Regions from separate parts of the Gossypium hirsutum genome. Here region 2 is linked to region 1. Evidence: chromatin contacts called from public Hi-C data. All regions are on one chromosome and are shown on one strand. Each heading gives the region's core, a stretch centred on a gene start, on an enhancer-like site or on the middle of the called end of the contact. The rest is flanking DNA. Distances are from core to core; before and after follow the strand shown.

Region 1 (6,905 bases), core at 1,838-4,337:
TTTATCTATATACCATTCGTAACTATATTTAATTCCAAAACTTATATAGGCATATATCCATATATTCGAATATGGTATACACATATATACCATTCATATTTCAAACTTATTCATTCAATGAATTTTTTATTATAACTCAACGAAAATACAATAGATATACATACATATATACTGATTTAATAACATTAAATAGCTAGTAGACTTACCTCGGACGATGAAAAATCAAAATCGGATGATTATTCGACGACTTTAGCTTTTTCCCGATCTAACTCTGATTTCTTTGGTTCTTGATCTAAATATATTCAAAATGAGCTAGTTTAAATATTATCACATTCAATTTAGTCCAAAAACACATAATTGGGCAAATTACCATTTTCCTCTGACATTTACACTTTTTGCAATTTAGTCCCTATTGCATAAAACACAAAATACTCAAAATTTTCCCACACTATGCGAGGGACGAATGTTCATAGACTTCATACAAGTCCACACATTTCTTTTAGTTCACATTTTAGTCCCTCAAAAATTTATTTTCACAATTTAGCCCTATTTACTTAATTTCACCAAAAATTCAAAGCCAAAACATGTTAATCTAACACCTATGTTTCATATTTCATCAACTAACATCACAAATCACAAATTATCATCAATGGAAAAACACAAACTAATCAACAATTACAAAAATTCAAGCAAGGGTCTTGTAGTACACAAAACAACGATCTCAAAAATATAAAAATTATTAAAAACCGAAACCAAAACATAGCTTAATCTACAATAGAAATGCCGAAACCCTAGGAAGCCATAGATGAGTTCTCCAAGCTTAATATTCGGCCAAGATGAAGAATGTTTTCATGTTTTCTTTACTTATTTTAATTATATGATATAATTTACTAATTTACTAAATTAATCTTATTATAATAAATATATATAACATATATTAAGGACAATGTTGTCATATGCCACCCACTAACTATTTCTTGGTCTAACTGAATCTTTAGACCTCCCACTTAAAAAGACAACAACAAATAGGTGCTTTTAAAATTTAACCTCTAAATTTTTATTTTATGTGATTAAGCCTTTTTTTCGAATTGAGCCTTCAAACGATCAAATTTTCACACGAAATTTTCACACATATAACTTAACATGCGATAGACACTAAAAATAATATTAAAATATTTTTTTGACTAGGATTCGTGGTCCCAAAACCACTATGTTCGATTAGGGTCAAAATTGGGCTGTTACACATGAATACATTTTCCCTCAATCAAATACCTCAGCATGGACAATTTCAAAAAAAGGAGACATTTTTCATCCAAATAAATTTGCATGACTGTTACAAAGCTTGGATGTTTCAGTTATTCAAATTGGACATTTTATTACATTCAATTGCATGTTTTATGACCATTTGAGTCATCTTTTTACATTTTAGACACCTATAAATAGGCATCACTTGTAAGCTTTATGGAGACAAGATCAATATACAAATTGTGAGTTTATTCTCTTTTGTCTCTTTGAGAGAGTTTGTTCTGAACTTATCAAGATTTCAATCTTGTGGCGTTTATCCTTTTTTTGATATTATCACTCCCCTTTCCCATCCCTTTTTGTGAGTGTGGCGATCATTATACTGCTGGTTCCTATCTCTTTATAGATAGTGGGTCACAATCATCTGCTTTCAACTTCCATTTCTGCTCAAACTTTGTAGAAAACGGGTTACGTTCTTCCATAATGTTGATTCTTTTTTGGGTTTGTGTCGGGTTGAAGTTTTATCATTTCATCCATTATCTTGTTTAACTTATTCTTACTTTGTTATTTTGTTTTCAAGTTACCTGTTAGAATGATTGAATAACCAATTGTACTTGTGATCATCAAATGATTACGAGCATGCATCATCCCCTTTATTCCCAAAATTCTAATATTGGTAACCCCATAATTTGGGGCACCAAAACTATTCTCCTCCTTCAGCCAAACACTCTTTGGCGCCATCGCTTGCCTAGTCGGAGCTTGAAGGGAGATGTCCAACCCTAACTTAAAATCTTACTTTTCTTGGAGAATCCTAACAAGACAAAAACTTTCCCCATGACCAAGTTTTCCACAAAGAAAGTAAAAAACCACTCGCCTACTTGCATTATTCCTTTATACCCCAATGAAACAACTTTCACATCATACTCAAGGAACACCCCAATAAAATTACCTAGTTGCTTTGCCACCATCTCGGGCATGAACCCATGCGGTAGATCATGGAATAGAACCCAAAAATCTACAGTAAACAGTGGCATAACCATTGGTTCGTCCCCATCTTTTAACTGGTGCATAACGAGAAGATGAGAATTGAAATTCCATGGTCCTCCAGCCTTAATTCTGTTTACATCCACCGTATGATATAATCAAAAAATATACCTTCTTTCATTCTGATCAGAAATCGAAATACCCTCAATCGAATGCTAAACGTTTGCCAAAGTTGCTTGCATTGACTGAAAATTAACTAGACTCGACGTTAGAAAAGAGCCCACAAAACAATTATCAAAAGAGACCATTGAATCTGGTTTCTTTGTACCCAACTACAACACCTCATCCTCCTCATCCCATGGGATAGATTGGCAATATTCTCTTCCACATCTGTCATCCTTTAACAATGGTGGAAATAGAGAGCAATGAAACTAGAAAATAGAGAAAAGGAAAAACGTGCTATAAAGCAAAGACAAGAATGCTACAAAGCAGAGAATAAATTTACTTCATAGTTGATAAATATTTTATATTTGAAATGCTTATATTATTTAAACTATTAAAATTTATAGATAATTAATATCTTATTATAAAATATTTTAATTATTTTATATTACATGAAATAAATAAAATTAATTGTATAATTGTATATTTTTTAAATAATAATTACTCTAATTAAGTGAAATATTTAATTAATTAAAATGAAATAATTAAATGGGTAAATAGTGACATAAAAAAGTTAATTAATAAATTTAAGTAAAATACAAATGACAGCGTTTCGCCAGTAGTTTCGATAGTGTCCAGAGAGTTCCCAGAGAACCCCCGGCTTTAACTGTAGTCAATCAAACGAAATACAAGGGCAATTTCGTAAAACTGCCTTAATTGGATCTCCTTGTGTAACCCTAACCCTAGCTCTTGTTGCTTTTTCTCAATATATATAGTAGGCAGAGCCCTTACCGGTTACCCCAATTCTTCATTTTCATTTTATTGTTCCTTCCTTCGCCGTCTACTGCTCTTGTGACCTCGATTTCAAGGCGAGTAGTCTCATCTCATTATCCTTTCTTTTCTTCTATTATTTTTATCTAAGACGATGATTTGAAGCTTTGTATATATATATGGATTCATCTTGTGTTGAGATTTATGATTTGTTGTTGATTTTAATCTGTATTTTTGAGGTTCGATTTTTTTTCTCTTTCAATGTTGATTTCGCGATAGATCTTGTTTTTATTGGATCGAATCTAAGATAATAAGGTGATCTGAAATTATTTTGGTGTATATTTTTGTTTACTTTGCTTTTTCGGAATGATACTGTTTGCCTTGGGTAAACAACTTGTCTTCTCATTTTCTCTTTTTATTATTGTTCAACATAAGCTTAGTTGAGACCATGTCTTTCTTCATCTCTGAGTTATGAATTTTAATCAGCCTAGCTCTGAGTTTAGAGATTTTCTTTCTAGCAGCTTTTGAAAACACATTTATGATCCATGTGAAATTTCATATGTACGTTTTTTTAATATTTTGATTTTAACTGTTCCCCTCTTTTTGTTCTTGTGGTTTTGTACAGTGAAACAGAATGGGTAAGGAAAAGACTCACATTAACATTGTGGTCATTGGCCATGTCGATTCCGGAAAATCGACCACCACTGGCCACCTGATCTACAAGCTTGGTGGTATTGACAAGCGTGTGATTGAAAGGTTTGAGAAAGAAGCTGCTGAGATGAACAAGAGGTCATTCAAGTATGCTTGGGTGCTTGACAAGCTCAAGGCTGAACGTGAGCGTGGTATCACCATTGATATTGCCTTGTGGAAATTTGAGACCACCAAATACTACTGCACTGTGATTGATGCGCCTGGACACCGTGACTTTATCAAGAACATGATTACTGGTACCTCGCAGGCTGACTGTGCTGTTTTGATTATTGATTCCACCACTGGTGGTTTTGAGGCTGGTATCTCCAAGGATGGTCAGACTCGTGAGCATGCTTTGCTTGCTTTTACCCTTGGTGTCAAGCAAATGATTTGCTGTTGCAACAAGGTAAAAATCATTATCTGTTTACATTTGTGTTATTGGGAGACTTTGATGCTAATTTTTGTTTGTTTTTTCTGTATAGATGGATGCCACTACCCCTAAATACTCGAAGGCTAGGTATGATGAAATCGTGAAGGAAGTCTCTTCCTACTTGAAGAAGGTTGGATACAACCCTGACAAGATTCCATTTGTTCCCATTTCTGGTTTTGAGGGTGATAACATGATTGAGAGGTCTACCAACTTGGACTGGTACAAGGGCCCTACACTTCTTGAGGCTCTTGACCAGATCAATGAGCCCAAGAGGCCTTCAGACAAGCCTCTCCGTCTACCACTTCAGGATGTGTACAAGATTGGTGGTATTGGAACTGTCCCGGTTGGTCGTGTTGAAACTGGTGTCTTGAAGCCTGGTATGGTTGTGACCTTTGGTCCTACCGGTCTGACCACTGAAGTTAAGTCTGTTGAGATGCACCATGAAGCTCTTACAGAGGCACTTCCTGGTGATAATGTTGGGTTCAATGTTAAGAATGTTGCTGTTAAGGATCTCAAGCGTGGTTATGTTGCATCCAACTCCAAGGATGATCCTGCTAAGGAGGCTGCAAACTTCACTTCTCAGGTCATCATCATGAACCATCCTGGACAAATTGGAAACGGATATGCCCCAGTCCTCGACTGCCACACCTCACACATTGCTGTTAAGTTTGCTGAACTTTTGACCAAGATTGACAGGCGATCTGGTAAGGAGCTTGAGAAGGAACCCAAGTTCTTGAAGAATGGTGATGCTGGTATGATTAAGATGATTCCCACCAAGCCCATGGTTGTGGAGACCTTTTCTGAGTACCCACCCTTGGGCCGTTTTGCTGTGAGGGACATGCGTCAGACCGTGGCAGTTGGTGTTATAAAGAATGTTGAGAAGAAGGACCCATCCGGTGCCAAGGTCACCAAGTCTGCTGCTAAGAAGAAGTGAACCGTGCTGGTTAAATCTAATGAAGTTTCCGCAGATGGAGTATTTTATTATCATAATAATAGTTTGATAGACTTTATCATTTATGATATAGTTGGTCTTTTGCTTGGTTTTGCATGTTATAGTGTGTTGCCATTGTTGTCTGGTAACTGTTCTCAGTATTGGGTGCTTGACAGACGGTGGCATATCTATGGGTGGTCTCTAGCGTTACCTGGTTTTGTTTAATTTACTACTGTATCTTGTCATTGTCAAGAGGTGCCCCCTTGGTTTTCCAAGGTGGCTTGAAACTTTTGTTTATGATTTTCGTTGAAGTTGCGGAATTATTTATTATGAAATCATGCTGTATTTTTGCGTTTTGGTAGATTTCAGTCTCTAATCATATCTTTTCCTTAATTTGCTTTTACCTCTAAAAGATAATGGATTTGCTTTCATAAACTAAATATTTGCAAATTTATTAAATAAACTTCTAAATCGTACCATACAGCAAATATAAACATCTCATTTATTGGTTTTTTCTATTCGACCGGTACCTACTGATATGATTGATACGGGCAATAATGTTTACGTGAGTGGAACCTAAATTTTGTTGTTTTCTTCACTATCATAACAATGCATTTTGCTCGGTACCAAATAGACTCTCGTTATTGGAACCCTTGTGCAATCAGTTTTCCAATTAATAAAGCACCTAATTGAAGTCTTAGTATTCATAATATTTTTGAATCAATTTGATATTTCTTTCATGATACTATCTCTATTAATTTAACAATTGAATTACCTTCATAAATTAAATATTTAGATATTTTTAATATACTCAAAACTCGATATATATTATCTATGTGAATGAAATATGAAATGTAAAAGTTGAATTGTTAAAATATTAATCATACAATAAATTATAGAAATATTTAAAAACTATTTTAGTTTTAAATATGCACTGATGAAGTATTTTGACTTTGATATCATTATTTTTTGTAACCTCGACACCCACAAATTTTGAATTTCATACTTTTTATTAAATAATATGTCCAAAATCCATTATCCAATCATTTCGTGATCATAAAAAGACTATATAATGAACTCAATAGCAGTGTCATGAAAATACTATATAATAGCAGTGGGTATCCAAGTACTTATGAAAGTAACACCAAGGGTCTGTTTGTTTCATTGAAAATGGTTCCCTGAAAATAATTTCTAAAAAATGACTTACTTTCCTGGAAAAGTTAATATTTTTTGGTATTTAGATGAATCTGTGTAAAATATTTTCTATTGTTTGACAGATTTCTTAAAAATATTTCATAAAAGCCGTTTTCAATGAAACAAACATACATTTAAGATTTTGTTATCTTTACATTGTTTAATTGAGTTTATTTTATATCTACAAATTTATATTTTATGTTATTTTTTCATATATTAAAAATATTTTGTTAAATTCAGGTTCATTACAACGTCATTTTTTAGTTATATGACTACCAAGTGAGTATTTTTTATTTAAAAATGTGACATCAACAAAATTGACAAAAAAATTTATAACAATGTAAACAATTGGACTTGATTTTCAAATTTGAAAAGTAGAGGGACTAAATTTTTGAAAATAAAAGTACAAAGACTAAATTGCAAATTTGTGAAGAGTACATAAACTTATGACATATTTTAACCTTTATACTACAAAAACATTTATTATTAAAATATTTATAA
Region 2 (6,683 bases), core at 612-3,111, 110 kb after region 1:
ATAAGGAATTGCCACCACATGGCTAACAAACACGTTGTATCGAGCTTTATTTGATAATGTGTTTTAATATAATAAATTAAAATATTTTTGAATAAAAGTTAAAGTTGAATAAAAATTAACAAAATTGTATTTCAAATGATGTCTAAAAGATCCAATTTTGAACCTACTATTTTGAACTCTTAGAAAACTTTTTGAATCAAATTTTAATCAAGTTAAAATAATTTTAATTGAGTTAAAACTATTTTAAAACAAGTCAATATTGCTTCAGGCCAAAAAATATGACATGTATCGATAGTTTCTACAATATCGATACCTCTCCAAGAATCAATACCAAATTGAAATTTTGGTTCTCAAACATTTTAGCCAAGTATCGATACATTTCATGTTGTATCGATAAAAGTTTACTGGAATCGATATTTCTAGCTCCAACGACCACTGAATTTTGCATTAAATGCTAAAAATATCAATACTTTGTTAGCAAGTATCGATACTCGTGGTTGCAGGTGAATTAAATGCATTGGTTATTTCATCTCCAACAGCTCTATTCATTTCTGTAATAACCACAATGGTTGGAAATTAATTAAGGTGTATAAATATCATCTTTCAAAGGCCCTACAACAATAAGAGAGATTATCAAGTGTTTCTCTTCGTATTTGTGCTTCATTTGCAAACACTCTAATCTTGTAATGATTATTTCTTAGTTTGCTATTTGTATTCACTCTTTGAAAGGGTTTTGTCTTAAGGTTTGGGTAGAAACCTTAAGAGAGTTTGCAAGGTTAAACATTATCCTCAAAGGTTGTTAAATTAGCGAATTTGGAAAAATCCTTAGTTGTGGAAAGCTAAGGTAGTGGAGTAGGTAATTGGGGTCGAACCACTATATATCGTCGTGTTTATTGTCTCTATTTATTCTCTTAGCTACCACAATTTTTTTTAAAACTAATTCACCTCCTCCTTTAACAATTTCGAGTTAATTAATCCAACTAACAAAACACATCAAACATAACAAGAGCTTGGTGACCCCTTTTCAAGCAGGCCAATTCCTCATCTCACCACACCTCCTTAGAAACTCCGGAGTGAAAAATAAGATGGCCGATGACACAACAACTGTAATTGGCCAGGGGCAAAATTAAGCCATTTAATTATTTTGGATCATGTTGTTTAGTGAAAATCTTTTTTTTTTTCGTTTGCTCTCTTTGGCAGACAAATGGGGCTTCAATAATAATTTAGCTTTCAGTTTTTCTTTTTTGTATAATTTGTTTTCTGTATAGTGTACATCAACATTCTAATTATTGACGCTGAAGGTCCATGCATATACCCATAAAACCATGCTATCCTTTTTCTTGTTAAGCAATTTTAATTTCAATACTTATGTAAGATTAATCATATATTTATATATATTCAAAAAAAATTATTTTGAGTTATTAATATGAAAAATTAGAATGTAATAAAATTGAGTTGAATTCGACTAATAAAAAACTTAAGTTCGATTTGATTCAAAATTCAAATTTCGATATTTAATTTAAATTCGGTGAGATATCCATTTTTAAACATGAGTTTAACTTGAAACATCAATCCTACCACCATCCGCGTAATTACCATAACAAATATTTCTTTATTCTAAATTTTGAAAATTAAGAAATAAAATTATTACTAACTTTTCAGTTGACCTAAATTGGCTTTTAACCAGTGGGCCAAAACGTCAGAAACAACCAAGGCCATCATGGCCCAGAAGTAGGAAAAGAAAGATAAAAACAAAACCACAAGGCCGAAGCGTCGCCACTCGCGGCAACATATCAGCGGAGCAGCCACCACGTAATAGAAAAGGAAAGCGGGCGGCGCAACCGTGGTCAACCAATTCAAAAGGGCATGAATGCTAATTAGGGTAGTTTTTATTTTAAGCTATCTAAAGACTTTGTGCTGCCACATCAATATCCTCACTATACGTATACGTATGGAATTATCATTAAAGAGTAATATTCCTCACATTAAGATTTATGGTTTCTTTCTTTAATGCTAATATAAATTTTTAAAATTGATTAATCAAAACCTATTTTACCGACCCTTAGAAAATACAAGTATTGGTTCTTATAATTATAAGAGAATATGATCTTATATTATGGGATTTCAAACTCATTTTAAATATTTTCTAAACAAAACTTTCATTAAAGTAATTTGACAATAATAGTTATGATTACTTTTCATTAGTATGTACGTTATATTTATATTTCTATTTTTTACTTAAATTTTTTTATCTCAATTTGGTATTTAAAATATGCCCCTGTTATTTTTTAGTCTATTTTTTACAAATGTTAAAAAAAAATCTTATAAACAATCATGTGACGTTTTTATGTGAAAAAATATTTTTTTTATTAAATGTGTATACACATTAAAAAAATTATAAAAATAGACATAAATATATAAAAAAATTCAAAATAATATATAAAATCTAAAAACAACATATAAATTATAAAAAAAAATTATAAAAGGCCCAATAGAAATTGCTCATTTTTTCAGATCCCACTATAAATTATATCCATATATAGATTCTGATTACCAACCCATACATACTAGATCTAGTTGCACTTTACTCAAATCGAGAGAATAACAAAAAAAAATTGACTTTACTTTTTTCTTTTTTCCGAAGTAATGCTCATCAACTAGTACTATTTTGGTATGAGCTTTTAGAAGGAATTCATCAAATTGCTTTGATCTAAAATCATCCCTTTTATTTGATCGCCTTTACAGACCTACTAGATATATAGACTTTAATTTCATGCATCCGTTTGGTACCGATCCACTTGCTATAATTCATTTAACCCTATATACAAAAAACACTATAATTGAAAATAAATTAGTTGAAATTAATAATATTATTAGAAAAAAAAATTAAAAAATTTAAAAATTATAAAAAAATTAATTTTTTATAAAATTCTAAAATATATAATTCTAAAATTCTAAAAAGTTGTTTACATTTCAAACTTTTTGCAATTACTTGAAATTTAAATACCTTTTTTAATTTTATAACATTTTCTGATTTTTATATATTATTTTTACTTTTTAAAATTTATGATTATATATTTAGAATTTTATAAAAATATTTTTAAACATTTTTTTAATTTCATTATATATTATGTATGATTTTTTTTATATTTTTAACCAATATAATATATAAAATATTTAAAAAAATGACACATGGTGTATTCTAATAGTGTCACATGACTAGTCAACGACAATCAACAATGGTCAACATCCAGTCAACATTGGTCAACAATCGGTCAAATTAAAAAGTGTTTTGGTTAACCAAAGTTGATCTACCGTTGACCGACGTTAGCTAGCATTGGACGAGCATTGATCAATGTTAACCGACCACGTGACATTATTAGAAAACCTATTTAGAATTTTATAATATATATTTTAAAAATTTATAAGAATTTATATTTAAACTTTTTTTAAAAATAAATTTTTTTTAATAATTTTTACAATTTTTTTACAATTTTTTCTAATAATATTATTAATTTCAAATGATTTATTTTCAATTATCATATTTTTTGTAAATTTTTTATAATTTATATTTTTTTCTAGATTATATATATTTTTATGAATTTTATATATTTATTTCTATTTTTATATATCTAATTTGTATATACATTTAATAAAAGATATTTTTTGTTTTCTTACATAAAGACGCCATGTGGCTCTTTGTGATTGGCCATAAATTTTTTTAATGTCTGTCAGAAAATGGATTAAAAAATATAACATAGCTTTAATACTCAATTTTAGTCCGGGCCTAAATAAGCAAAGGTGCCCAGTCCATTTAAAAACTTAAATTACGTGGCCTAATTACAAATGTTACAAGCCCAAATTGTAACCCAATTACATTAGCCTAAACCCAAATCTAACCTAGCCCAATAAACCCATAACAGAATCAAAGAACCCTAGCCCCTTCGCTTTAGTGCCGCAGTAGCAAACAGCCTCTGCAGCACCGCATATGTCGCAGCATGTTGCATGTTCTCCTTCCATGCCGCGCACAATGCCCGTACCTGCAACAAAAAGAACCACGAGCAGCAAGCAAGAGAAAAAACCGAAAATATAGCAAATTGTAAAAAGATTTGGCTATAAAAAGCCAATTGATTTATGTAATGGGGGTTAGACAAATGTTGTAAAAATGTTGAAATACAAAAACAAAAGACAAAAAACAATTTTGAAGGTGATCGATTTTGTTATGTTTTTACTGTTCTTTTTCCTGTTTTTTTATTGGTTTTTCTTTTTATTTTTCCTGGTTTCTTAAAACTAATAAACAAAAAAGGTAAGGAAAAGGGGACTTACCGTTGTGCGTCGTCGAGAGTCCTCTTCGCTTTGTCGTTAATGGAACGAGATGGAACCGAAACGAAGAAGGGGAGGCGGCCACGGTGCGATTTCAAAATGGCAGAAGGGCTGACATTTTAGGGTTTCGAAATTGGGTTTTTATAGAGCATTAAACGACGTCGTTTGGGGCCTGTTTCAATGGCCTCCAAAACGGCATCGTATTTGCTCAAACTATGCACGACTCGATCCGACCCGGGGAGGATCCGCGCATTTCTTTAAAACAGGCTATTTGCGCAGTTGGTCCCCTATTTTTATAGTGTTTTCAAATTAAATTTATTAATTCTTTTAAATTTTACTGCACATTTTAATATTGTTTCAATTCGGTCCATGTTGCTGCGCAACTTGTTGGAGGGTGGGATTAATTTCCCTTTTGGTCCTCCACTATTAATTGCGTATTCGAGTTGGGCCATTTGCATTTTATTTATTTCAAACTTGCCCCAAATTTCTGTTTTAAGTTTAAATTAGTTATTTTTGTTATTATTTCGATTAAATTAGTTAATTTCAATAGTATTATCATTATTTATTATTATTATTATTATTATTATTATTTCTATACATATACACACGCATATTTTTATAATATATATATTTTAAACTTTTTTAAATACATGTACATATTTTATATATGTAGGGCCCAATTTCTGCTCGGCCTGTTAAATAAAAAAAAACCAAACAGAAACAAAGGCTAATGTTTCAGTCCAATTTTGTTACAAATCAAATAACGGGCCCAATAGCTAATTCCTAACCCATGCCCGAAATTAATGGAAAAGGAAGGGTTAGGAAACCCTTGCATCAGCCTCCCCGCTTCCAGCAAAGCCTCCAGCCGCCGCACGTCTCGAGGCCGACTCCTCACGTCCGCTCCACAAACACCTGCAAGCACGAACTTAAAGAGTCCGAAAGAGAAGAAACAGCAAAGAAATAGCAATTATATTCGATTTATTTTTCTTTTTCGGGCTATATAAAGCCGTTTTATTTTGTAAAATGGGGTGGGGGGATTGAAGAAAAGAATATAGAAAGAGAGGTGATTACCTTTCAGTTGGATTTAGAGGGTTTTGTTCTTACATTTTATTTCGTTTTATTTCATTATTATCTTTTATTTCATTTCTTTAAAATACTAATAAGAAAGAAAAAGGGAGACTTACCTTTCGCCGGAGTCATCAAGCTGGTGTCCCCTCCGTCGGAATCGGGGCGCGGGCTGAACGGCGGCCAAAGGGTTAAGGAGACCCTAAAAGAAGCAGTTTCTGCTTCAAAGGGAAAGGCAAAATATTACCCTAAATTTGTTTTTTTCTAAAACTTAAAACAGAACAAAGATGGCGCCGTTTAGTTTGGGGGTTCGCGCATATCAACCTTAAATGGGAGAATTGCGCAATAAGTCCTTCCCCTTTGCGCCATGTTTTATTAAGCCAGTTATTTCTTTTTAATTTGGCCCAGATGTTTTTACCTTGTTTCAAATCGGTCCCCATTGCGGCACAGCGTTTTAAGGAGGCGGATTATTTCCATTTGGGCCCCCTCATATAATGCATGCGTTGCAAATTGGTCCCTGTTCTATTTTAATTTCATTTTTTGGTTATTTTGTCTTTTTTGCAATTCATTTTTTTAAATTTTTATTTTTAAAATTATTACTATATTATTTATTATCATTTATTACTATTTCTATATTTATACACGCATTTTTATATAGTATATATATACATATTTCTTTATATAATATATAAAACTTTTATGAATGCATGCATTTTACATACGATTTATATTTTTTTATCTTTTTTTAACCTTTATATACTTTATATTATATATATATACTTATACATTTCTTTTATTTTGTAAATATATACACATGTACATACTTTTATTTTTTTATTTTATTTTCATAATTCTTACATGTACATATATATATTTCTATAATATGTACGTACATGTTTTTTTAGAAATTATTACAAGTCTTTTGCTTTACATGTTTCATTCCTTTTTATATGTATACTAATATATGTGGGTTTAATATATGCATACACTTATTTTCAAATTTACTGGTATATTGTGCCTATATATATATTGTAATTACACATACATATATAATTTAAATTAAAGTATTTATTTCATGTTATACATTAACTTTTTTTGCATACCCTTTCGAAAATATATATTTTGATCTCGTCAAAGCATTAAAATCGTCATATTTTATAAATTTCCAAAATATTTGGCATTCATGATTCTCGAGAAAGATCGTGTCCTAACTTACTGGATTGCGATTATTTTTCGATGAATTTAGAAAGCCAAGTATTCATTTTGCCATAAATTCGCAAATTTCAAATAAAAGC

What was found. Hi-C and Micro-C count contacts between places; a contact is called where the count stands out from the background.
Region 2: a contact with region 1 is called in a Hi-C map of fibers, with 2.0 times the contacts expected there. The contact joins the enhancer-like site here to the promoter of LOC107953215 in region 1. A contact is called at or near these places in 13 of 34 Hi-C or Micro-C datasets (callus, fibers, hypocotyl and 2 more).

The regions. Positions count from the first base shown.
Region 1 is chrD07:17,631,930-17,638,834 of Gossypium_hirsutum_v2.1, forward strand. LOC107953215 (elongation factor 1-alpha) reads left to right here and starts at 3,088. Exons shown (of 3, transcript XM_016888454.2): 1 at 3,088-3,257; 2 at 3,785-4,255; 3 at 4,332-5,571. The coding sequence starts at 3,794. The coding sequence ends at 5,213.
Region 2 is chrD07:17,747,095-17,753,777 of Gossypium_hirsutum_v2.1, forward strand. LOC107956691 (a long non-coding RNA gene) reads right to left here and starts at 4,683. Exons shown (of 2, transcript XR_001700203.2): 1 at 4,327-4,683; 2 at 3,744-4,040. LOC121219450 (a long non-coding RNA gene) reads right to left here and starts at 5,678. Exons shown (of 2, transcript XR_005916211.1): 1 at 5,508-5,678; 2 at 4,937-5,235. Within about 2 kb of position 1,862, at least 1 of the 9 cell types and tissues checked has an H3K27ac peak or open chromatin away from gene starts, as enhancers often do. A contact at or near this core is called in fibers, where this site is marked.